Regions from separate parts of the Aedes aegypti genome. Here region 2 is linked to region 1. A link is a contact called in public Hi-C data. All regions are on one chromosome and are shown on one strand. The core of a region is the stretch at or near the end of the contact, and the rest is flanking DNA. Distances in the headings are between cores, read along the strand shown. Region 1 overlaps LOC23687811 (CREB-binding protein). Region 2 holds the start of LOC23687811 (CREB-binding protein).

Region 1 (5,455 bases), core at 1,862-4,361:
AAACATCGATTCAAAATCGCCCAACGCTAATGTCGATTGATTAACTCCTCTACAAGCAGCTTCATTTTTTACCATAAAAACATTCAAATCGCTATAACTTTTTTGTTTCTCAATATTTTTGTACCATGTTTCAACAAGTTCTCAAAAAACTCCTATTTTCAGAATCTGCGTCGATATTGATCATTGATGATTTGGGTTTGAAGATATACCGATGTTCCTTAGGGGACCGACATTCCCCATATACAATTTCTTTGGCCACCATTTTGTTTTGGCCAATTTATCAAAAAAAATAAAATATGAGCTGTACAATGTTAGATAATGAGGAGTTTCTCTACAAAAAAATCATACAAATAGGTTAAGTTGCAATCTTAAATTTAGAATATGGATTGTTTTGAAGTTTTCAAGATCCTCCTTCGGCCAGAGTGGTATCACAAACACAAATGCACATATCTCAAAAACGGTTGCATAAAATCGTTTCACTTCTTCAGACATCATCAACAGACTGTCATTAAATTGTTTCAAAAAATGAACGACCGAACACGCGAAAAAAATCTGTAGCCTGAGATATTACCGTGGGCTATGTCTACGTGTCGGTCACTCAAGAAATTTGGGAATATCACTGGATCCAGACGACCAATGAATAAAATCGACACTTATTCCAAAAAGAGAAGGGTTTTTTAATAACTTGTAAAAAAAATGGTGCCCCAAAAAAAAACAAAAAACTTATCGCAATATGAATACTTTTTTGTTGTAAGAAATTGACGGTGCTAGTAGAGGGGTAAATATACACGTAGAACGTATTTTCATTTCTAGCCATTTTTATGACTAATACTTGTAGTTTTCAAGTCACTTTTCGGTCACTTTTTTGATCATTTTGGTCACTAAAGTCACTATTATTTTGCTGACTGCTACCTGCCCTGACCTTACCTTTGGCAACTGACGTGATCGACTGATTGTTGGCTGTGTCAATCGAGCGCACCAGGCCTTCTTTTCTGTCTTGGGTGTTGCCGTGTTTTTTACTTCGTAAACAACGCACCTTCGATTGACGTCTTCAACGGCCACTTAACATCCTGCAATATTTTCGCCTTCACGACGTCCGCGAACTATCGGCCAATGGTGATTTTCTTCAAATCAAGACTAGCTCGTCCACATAATCTTTCATACAAGCGTACTCTTCAAGCTTCACGAATGTTAATCTGTCCAGCAAGCCAAACCGTCGTAGAAGACCGTCATCCTGAAATGCCTCAAATGCATATCATGCCTTCTTCAAAGTTTTCATTTGTTGTACTAAGCTGTAGTTGTTCTTCTCAATACTTAGGCATATCGTCGCTAAAGCCCGTCCGTAAGGGCCGTCCAAATCCGGGTCGACCGCCGGGTTTTGATCCGGTTTCACCGCTTGTCAAGAGCCTCTCGTATTAACGTCATCATCAACGCAAACGCCCATGATGCGTAGTTTTGTCGTTCTCGCAATCCTCAATGGCCTTTTACAGAAGTCGTCCTTGTACTTCTGCTTCTATAATCTTGTCCACATGAGCTGCGTTCGACGTCATAATGGGGGTTCTACTAGGACTAGGACTTACTGGAGACCGCCGACAACTACACCAAAGTATAAATCCAGATACGCATCATAGCTGCAATTAGTGGCGACTTTGAACTTCGCAGAACTCTTTGATCGAATAAATTCGACGACGTTGACTATCTCCAAAACGCTAATAGCCTGTAGAAAATCAAAGCGCTCTTGGTTATAAAGACCATCTAGGTCGAAGTAGCGTGGACAAGGCGGATGAACCATAAATTGCATGAATCAAGCCAATTCGACTACGCCGCATAATAAGTGAGATTTCGGTGGGGCTTGCAAGCCACAAGAACGTTGGATATCAATCCATTGAGAATGGCTTTTGAGAGCAATCAACAAGGTGATCTGCGGACTCTACGCAGAATGACTGGCAATGCATCGCTATGGACAGAGTCAAATGAAGATGTTCGGACATCAGAGGCCACTCATGTCTTAGTCTAACCAGTAAGGCAAGATAGTTATTGAAGGCTAGATAGCTTCCTAGATACGTGTCCATCGTCTATTGAACTTATTAGATAGGTAGCAAGGCATGGTGACGCAATGACACGAAGAAATTCGATGTGATCAAGAAGATTATTTCTAATGAATTCAAAGAAATGATTCTGTTGTTGCATTCGAATCGAACAGAAAGGGAAAAATAATAAAACTATCCCAGGCTGTTACAATTTTGGATTGCGTTTCAAGACCTGCAACTCCAAGCATATCGCTATGGCGATGGAACTTTAGCTGGCAGTGTAAGAAATTATCACGAGCCCACTTTCCCGTGACATCAGATACAGAGTCTACAGTTGTTATTAGCTTGCCAACAAAGCTTAATGAGACGTTGTCAGTTCCAAGCTAATGCTACTTGGTAGCTTCACAAGATTGTCAAAAACTAGTAAACATAATCGATTTCAAATCATGTGAAGACCGGGAGAACCAAGATCGACCTAAACCCTATGAAAGAACAGCAAACTTGAATCTGCATAAAAGGCCTTACATGTTCAATTGAAGCTTCACTTACATTATTGTAGAGCCTGTTAACTTCTAGGATCAAAACCTCAATCAACATTAGGTAGAATATTTTCTTTTCTCATTCATAGAGACGAAACATTCTGTCTCAAGCAAATTGAAGAGCCAGTTGTTTGTTGTCGTCGAGTCTCTAAGTCGGAAATGCAACGACGACACAATCTGCGCACCGAGTTCAATGTCACAAAACAGCAGACGCAAAACCCCGACTACAAACAGCAAACAAATATTTCAGCTTAAACATCTACACAACAAGCTGTTGTAAACTATCAGTTGAATTGCGCTCTCTTCTTCTCGGTGATCATTGCAACTACTTACTGCGATTGATCAATGAACAAAACATTCAACACTGCGCGAGCTTACTGAGTGATCCAAAGAGCGAGAGAATCCTCGACGACGATTCTCCAAATGCTCCACATTACTGTTGAGTGTTGATGGTGTGTGCTGGTGGGTGTAATGGTGCGATCCGGACAATAATAACCTTTATTAGGTCGTTAGTAGATAGTGAGATTGGAACTTTCTCTGAGGGGGGTTTGCTGGTGTGAGTGTTACGCCAAAATTGAGACGAGAAGAGATTGATCCCACCTCGGTTTGACACGCAAACAATAGTTCTCACACAAGTTGCGATTGTTTGTTTAAAAATTCCCTTTAATTTCCTTTAATTTGTGAAATTGATGCCCAGAATTTGGGACTTCATGAGAAATCATCGCAAATTTGGGTGCGCAATTTTCGGAGTGTATCTAAAGAATGAGATTGAGATTCCATTATGGAATCTCAAGAAGTTGCTGCGATTCGTGTCAATCGAGCGAGCGCTCAGTCTCAGTCAATCAAAGAGGATCAAAGAGCGAGAGAGGATGTTTGAAAGAGCACCAGGAGTGGGGATATGAATGAACTCTCGGTGAGTGTCAATCTATCTCTTTCAAGATTGTAGGACACTCGCTCAAATCGGGTGATGGTTTTCGATAAATTTGTAGGGGAATTTCTGCTCTCACAAGAGAATGAAAATGGTAACACCACATTGAACGAAGGTTGCCATTAGACCACCAATCGGCACAACACTGGTGGGAAACAAAGAGCGATTTGTGACTGTGTTTGAATGGGAATTTATGAAGTTGTCTCAGCGACTTTTTGTGTCGCTGGGAAACGGCACGAGATTTCTCTTTTTCATTCGGCTTACCGAAGAATGAAGGTTTTTTTCTCCTTTGGGGGTGAAAATTGTTTAAAAACGATTTTTGTTTACCAACAGATGGGCGATCGGTATCGGATTATTTTGGGAAGGGATCTCATTCCGTCGATGGAGATGAGTTACGTACGACTGATAAGCTGAATGGTTTCTATCGTAGGACGATTCAAACTTGTTGCTATTAAATAGCATCTTTCTATTCACGAAGACAGTTTTTTTTTTCTGGGGAAGTCATCTGAAAGACTACCACATACCAGAGAATGAGTGTCCCAAAATGAGTGCCATTATGCTGTTCCTTTCATTACCGAGATTGCTTAATTATTCCTTAACCGATTAATACTAAAACCCAACTATTTATCCCTTTAGTCTCAGCTATCCCTGCTAACAAGTATCACCCCCTAATGTAATTAATATCTTGTTTCGTTTTATGTACTTCACCTGTCATATGTGTGTCTGAATTGCATTCTGCGCCCGCGTCAACTTCCTTACATTGCGCTAAAACCCCCTCTCTAATACTGGACGCGCGCACGCATCTTCTTCACTCTTGTAAATGCTCACCACCATTGTCCATGTAATATTAAATCAAATAACAATCACCATCACCGTATCACTCAAATTCCATCGATCCATTCGATGACTGACACTAAAGATCTTTTGGACCACTATCTACCAGATATACGTACTGCCAGAAGTGTTTCAACGACATCCCAGGCGACATGGTGACCCTCGGAGACGATCCGCTGCAGACCCAAACGTGAGTATCCCTCGATTCTCTCCTCCAAACTAACTATCTTAATCGTGACCGTTATTTTTTCCCACCAGTCAAATCAAGAAGGACCAGTTCAAGGAGATGAAGAACGACCACCTGGAGCTGGAGCCGTTCGTCATGTGTTTGGACTGCGGCCGGAAGCAGCACCAGATCTGTGTCCTGTATCTGGAGTCCATCTGGCCGGGTGGTTTCGTGTGCGACAACTGCCTCAAGAAGAAGGCCTCCAAGCGGAAAGACAACAAATTCAACGCCAAGCGGTTACCCACGTCCAAGCTGGGCACCTACATCGAAACGAGGGTGAACAATTTCCTCAAGAAGAAGGAGGCCGGTGCGGGAGAGGTGCACATCAGGGTCGTGTCCAGTTCGGACAAGATCGTTGAAGTCAAGCCGGGCATGCGCAGTCGGTTCGTCGAAAACGGCGAAATGTTGGCGGAGTTCCCGTACCGAGCGAAGGCCTTGTTTGCCTTTGAGGAAGTGGACGGCATCGACGTGTGCTTCTTCGGTATGCATGTGCAAGAATACGGCTCGGAATGTGCTGCACCCAACACGAGGCGAGTCTACATCGCCTATCTGGACTCGGTGCACTTTTTCCGGCCGCGACAGTACCGTACTTCCGTCTACCACGAGATCCTGCTCGGTTACATGGACTACGCCAAGCAGCTCGGTTACACGATGGCTCACATCTGGGCCTGTCCCCCGTCCGAAGGCGACGACTACATTTTCCACTGTCATCCGCCGGAGCAGCGAATTCCCAAGCCGAAGCGGCTCCAGGAATGGTACAAGAAGATGCTGGACAAGGGCATGGTCGAGCGGACCATCCAGGACTACAAGGACATCCTCAAGCAGGCGATGGAGGACAAACTGCAGTCGGCGTCCGAGCTGCCGTACTTCGAGGGCGATTTCTGGCCCAATGTGCTGG
Region 2 (5,455 bases), core at 1,215-3,714, 50 kb before region 1:
GGACGACCCCTAACGAGGTTTTATCAAATTAATTGATGTAACACCAACTAAATCAAATAATAACCCATTCTTAAAGTTACCATGGAATATCTGAGAAAATTACCATCTTTGTAGAACATCCCACTCACCTTTCTGGTTATAATTCGCTGGTTGGAACACGACTGCCTTCCATCTGGCGAATCCGACCCGTTAGTTGGAACGACTGACAGCTGGTGAAAATGCTTCAGACCAACGCCTCTAGAGAGCAAAACGTCACGAAACGCACATATACATACACATTTGTTCTATATATGGAGACTTCAATGAGACGGTACTCAGACGTCAAAGTTAGTTTGACATCTTCTCCTGACATTCGAGTGCTTTTAAGTTGGATTTTTTGATTTTTTTTTCAACCAGCGAACATCCAACTATCGAATCATTCCATGTAGCGGACCCCCAACGAGCGAATCCTCACTGTGACAGAAATCTTTTTCGTCATTCTGATTTCGACTACAGATATGGTGAAATCATGCGCATTTGTGGTTAGAGTTACTGTGCACCTGCTGTAGCCTGCTGTGAATGAACACATATTTCATAACGCTGAAAATGGCCATTTTTGACACCCACCCACCCCCTCGTAACGCTTAGTGTATGAATATTATACAAATTTTGTATGAGCCGTAACACCAGCAGAACACCCACCCACACCCTTCTACGTTATGAAATTTGTGAACAAGCCCTTAGGTACAGGAGCCTCATTGCTTGCAAGCGCACGGAAGCGCTGTACATTGTGAGACCTTTTATAATATATGGTGCGCCTCATTTTTATTGAGATGTGTCTCACTGCGGTCTCATGTGCTCCGTCACATGTGCAGTTTAAAATTCAGCACAATAATTAAAGTGATTACAAAAGTTTTCAACGAGGATCGAAATTGTAACTTTTGGATCGCGAGTTTTCGACCATATCTTGTAAGCCATCTAGACACCTGCATAACGAGGCGAAAATAGCTGTACCGTGCACCCCCGCTAATTTGAACGGTACCTCATGCAAACCATTGGGGTCCATTTTTAATTTGAACATCTAGTCACCCTAGGAACGTGTTTCTGGTTACCTCTTTAACTGTTTTGTTTTGATTCTGCGTTCCGTTCCACGGCGTTCCATTTGATTTTTTCCACTTTTTAGCTATTTTACATACCAAAACCCATGAAAATCCCGTTGTTCGACGCATTTTAGCCCATACAAAATATATGAAAAAAATTTCACCGATGGAATATTTTAAAACCTTCCGATTATGAAAATATAGACCAAATACTGATCTCTAGTGAGAAAAAATCCGATGTACATTCGATTTTTATAATCGTCTGGTTCAGACATAGCGTGGTACATTTCTGTGCTCCTGAGAAAGGGATCATGCACAAATTACGCTTCAAGGCGGGGGAGGGGGTCGAGCCAAGCGTGACATGCCTTACAAAATTTTCGCAGGACTCATACAAAAAGTGTGACAAAGGGGGGGAGGGGGTCGAAAAAGTTGAAATTTAGCGTGACATAATTTGTGTACCATCCCAAATATGTAACTCTATTTGTGGTCTGCTGGAAATTGTCGGTGTGAGCGCATAAGTTAATCGCCTAGTTTCTACCGCACAATTTGTTTGCGAGTGTACAGCATATAACATAATACAACGAGGGAGTTGGCTCAGTGTGGAATGTTCTTCAGCTCTTTACAACGATTTAATAGTTTTGACCTATTTTTTGAAACTCCCACTGTCCGTGTTCACAATCGCGAAAATCGACTCGTCGACGAACGGTCGTCATCCACGGACACGAACCCCCTCGATCGATTTCTCCACCCTTTCGTCGACATCGTGAGGGTGCGCCCCGTCATCCCACTCTGGACGACGTGTCAGTGCGTCAAATTTTGCTCTGATAATTTCCATCGGGAAAATTCGCCTATTGTCGCTCAAAAATCACTCCATGCGCAGAAATCGCTTGTGTTTTCAAAATTTCCTCGAAATGGTTTGATAGTGAGGAAGGAAATTATGTGTTTGATGTGGGAAGATCGAATCGTCCAGAACCTTCCGTGGAGCGCAGTCTCTGTGCGGTCGATTTCGCTGATGGACCGGTGGCGCCGCCTCACGGTTCATCGACGCAACATCACGTGAGCAAAATTTTAGCGGCGGACATTTTCCTTTCTCGATCAAACTGGCGATGGTCGACTTCAGACGTGGTCAATGAGGGGTGTAAGTGAGGTTTGGGAGTGGTGAATTTGTTGGCTCTTTCTGACGCGTGGCGGTTAGGGGTGTGGTGAGTGTGACGTCAGATTGGGTGCGGCGTTAGAGTGAGTGAGATGGGTGATGGTGAGTGGTGTGTCTGGATTGGAATCGATGGAGAGAGCGAACGCACGTGAGAGAGAGAGGAACAAAACGCAGCAGCACAGAAGCAAAAGCACGGCAAGTCAAAGCGGGCATCGGATTTGGACGGTCAGTATAGTGAGTGAGAGCGAATCCGCAGCCAGCCAAAAGCGAAAAGCAGCGCTCCTCCTTGTGCAGCATTTTCAGAAGAAGCAGAGCATCGACGATTCACACAGAGGCATAATCATCATCATAGCAGGCGCAGGGCCCATCCACAGCACAGTACAAGCGCTAAGCAGAATAAGGAAAGAGTGTGTGTTGTTCGGTTCGCCTCCTCATCAAACAGCCGCCATTTTGACTTGTTCGCGACTTTGGTTTGGTGGAAAGGTTTTTTCGCTGGACTTTCCGTGGCCATTTTTCGGTTCCGGAGCGGCACCAGGCGGGTCCGGACCGGACTTAATCGATGCGCATCGACAGGCTGGTCCGTTTGAGACCGATTCCGGGGGTACTTCCGGTAGTGAATTCGGCGGAAAATCGCGATCGAAATTTCGGTGCTCGGATTTTCTTCCTGGCGATTCGAATTATTGCCTGCCATTGCTTGGTGGCGGTGGTGTGCGAGTGCAGGGACCGATGTTGGGCCAACGTCGGACCATTTCTACGTCGCGACGACGGTAAAGAGCAGAAAGTGTGTACGATCGAAGCAGCTCGGAAATCGAATCGCGAATAGTGAGAGTCGCGCATTTTGAGGGAAACACAATTTTTTTTTCCTCGGAAGAGGAAAATCCACAATGGACAATTTTTGGAACTGAAAGTCGATTCCCCCGAGGACCCCAAAAAGTTAGTGAATTTTTGTGAAGTGAATAATTTATCTAGAACAAAAAAAATCGTGTTTTCGAACGGTGCTCAAAAACAGAAAACCCTCGCCGGAGCTGGTACGTTATTTCGCGGGGGCCACCTGTCCCCTGCTCAAAATGTGGCCATTCAATGTGTATGTCCGCCGGAGGGCCACCAAAAAGAAAATCCCCTAGAAAAATACGGTAAAATTTCGGATTTAATCCCCGCGTTGCTTTTCAGCAGGCGGGGAGATCCAAGTGCGCGTTGTGTTTACGTTTTCGCGATCGACGACGACGTTTTCGTCGCTGCTGTCAAAAAAGAGGAAAGTGACAGCCGCCAAATTGCGCGGATAAAAACAAATTCGTTCAACCAAAAGTGAATAGTGAATGTAAAAAGAGGCGACAAGCGAAATTCGCAAGTCCCTTATCGTAGTGCGTCGTCCCCATAAATTTGAAACAGTAGTTCGGTGAAGAAGAAAGCCCTGGCTTAGCAATCTTTCTTTCTAGAAGAAATTCCAGCGATCAAAATGAAAATCAGCAGAGACAGTGACCGAAGCAAAAGCAGAAGAGGAATTGTGCGGCGGCCAGAGGCCAAAAGTTTGCGCTGAATTCGTCCAAGAAGTTTGAATCGCCGGAATCTGGCAAAAGCAAAAAACTGTGAACCAGAAAAATAAAAACCCGTGAAAGGATTAACCATAGAGTGAGAGAGAGGGAGGAGAAAGGCAAAGTGTTGTACACGAGTGTGTTTTTAAGTTTTGTTCGTTCGGGAGGAGCGCAAGTGCATTTTTTTCCGTTCCGCGTATTTACATCGGTGAAGCAGTGAACGATGGCCGATCACATGGAGGAACCACCGCTGAAGCGGGCCAAGATGCGAGACGGTAAGTTGTTCCCAGATAATTCCGGTGTGTGATCCGAGTTCTGTTCCGGGAGGACGATCTCCTGGAACCGTTCCGAGGAACTTCTTTCTTGGGTGGGTGTGAGTGCGATCAGTCTAGCAGCAATCAAGAGAAGAGACAGTTTTAGGCTCTCTCTCGCTCCGGCGCTCACCTGTTTTGTGTTGATAATCGGCCACGGCCAATCCGTGCCACGTTTACGCACACCAAAGGGCCGAGGCGGGTACAGGTGTGTTCGTGAGTTGAGGTCTCGGTGAGCAGTATTTTGAGGGGAAATTGAGAATCGAGAGAGAATAAGGTGCTCTTTAAATGAGAGGTGATTCATTCATCGGTCAAACTGCGGGAACTCACCTTTCCGCAGATAGCGTTTGGATGTTGATGTTCGAAGTCATTGGCGACGAGGTTTATGCAATCTTGGAAGATATCCACAAAATGTTGAAAAAATTGACTGAAATCAGACCGAAATGATCCGTTTTTAGAATTGGAATATCTGTGGAAGAACTGATGAAAGCAAAACTATAGCTGTGTTCAATGACTTTGATCGAACTTGCTCGGGGTTGGTTATACTAGCTCGTATTTTTTGTCAACAAATAACTGTCAAAGCTACTTCGAGCAACTCCAAGCTGCTTTCTCAATGAACGCTCTTTTTACTCTTTTTACTAATTCTCGATTACTTTTTCAAATCGACGTAAGTAAGTTTTATACGGTTTTGAGTAAATTAATAAGGAAAAATCACAATCTATCTTCTAAAACTGTTTTAAAATGAATCACCTTTTTAACATTTTTTTGTCGTGTACTTCGCTCAAATTTTGCATACACTCAGCTCACGTTCAAAAACTAGGTAGTTTCTATTATTTCCCACAAAAATAATTATAAGAAAATGATAAGCCGTTTCATTCAGTTACTTTCGACGTTTTTCTACCAGTGTAAAATCGGCTCAAGTAGTGTTTTGTTTTGATTCGTGGTTAAGTCACTTTATCTCTCCATACAGCGGGGCGGCGAAAGTAGTGGTTAGGTTGCGAAAGTTGAAAATCTTACTTTCGTCGTTTTGTAAATCCGGAAATTAAACGTTCTAAAAGTGAAAAGTTGAGTTGGTACAGAGCGGTACGTGTAGAATTCCGCCTGCTTAACACGTAGGATCGATAAAGTAAGTTTGTATACTTTTTGACTTGAGTCTGTATGAATTAGTTTTCGAGAATTTACCGGAATTCCACGTGAAAAAAAAATTCGCGCACTTAACAATCCGTATCGCTTCGGAATTTTGCTTTTTTTTCTCAATGTTTACGTTTTTAAACGTCAAAAACACGAGCTACTGCGAGCTGGTTGAACTAGCTCGGACTCTAGCTTCCAACCTGTTTCGAGCGACTCGGAGTTGGTTGGACTCGGCTCAATGAACACAAA

The links. A called contact is a pair of places that touch in the nucleus more often than the background predicts.
Region 2: a contact with region 1 is called in a Hi-C map of whole pupa, with 8 times the contacts expected there. The contact joins the promoter of LOC23687811 here to the enhancer-like site in region 1. A contact is called at or near these places in 2 of 2 Hi-C or Micro-C datasets (whole body and whole pupa).

What each region holds. Positions count from the first base shown.
Region 1 is chr1:26,672,102-26,677,556 of AaegL5.0, reverse strand. LOC23687811 (CREB-binding protein) reads left to right here. Exons shown (of 16, transcript XM_021839217.1): 7 at 4,441-4,521; 8 at 4,590-5,455. Among protein-coding and RNA genes, the nearest start is that of LOC23687811, 49 kb to the left of the region's middle. Within about 2 kb of position 3,111, at least 3 of the 3 cell types and tissues checked have open chromatin away from gene starts, as enhancers often do.
Region 2 is chr1:26,721,028-26,726,482 of AaegL5.0, reverse strand. It overlaps LOC23687811 (CREB-binding protein), which reads left to right and starts at 2,464. Exons shown (of 16, transcript XM_021839217.1): 1 at 2,464-2,641; 2 at 3,669-4,039. The coding sequence starts at 3,988.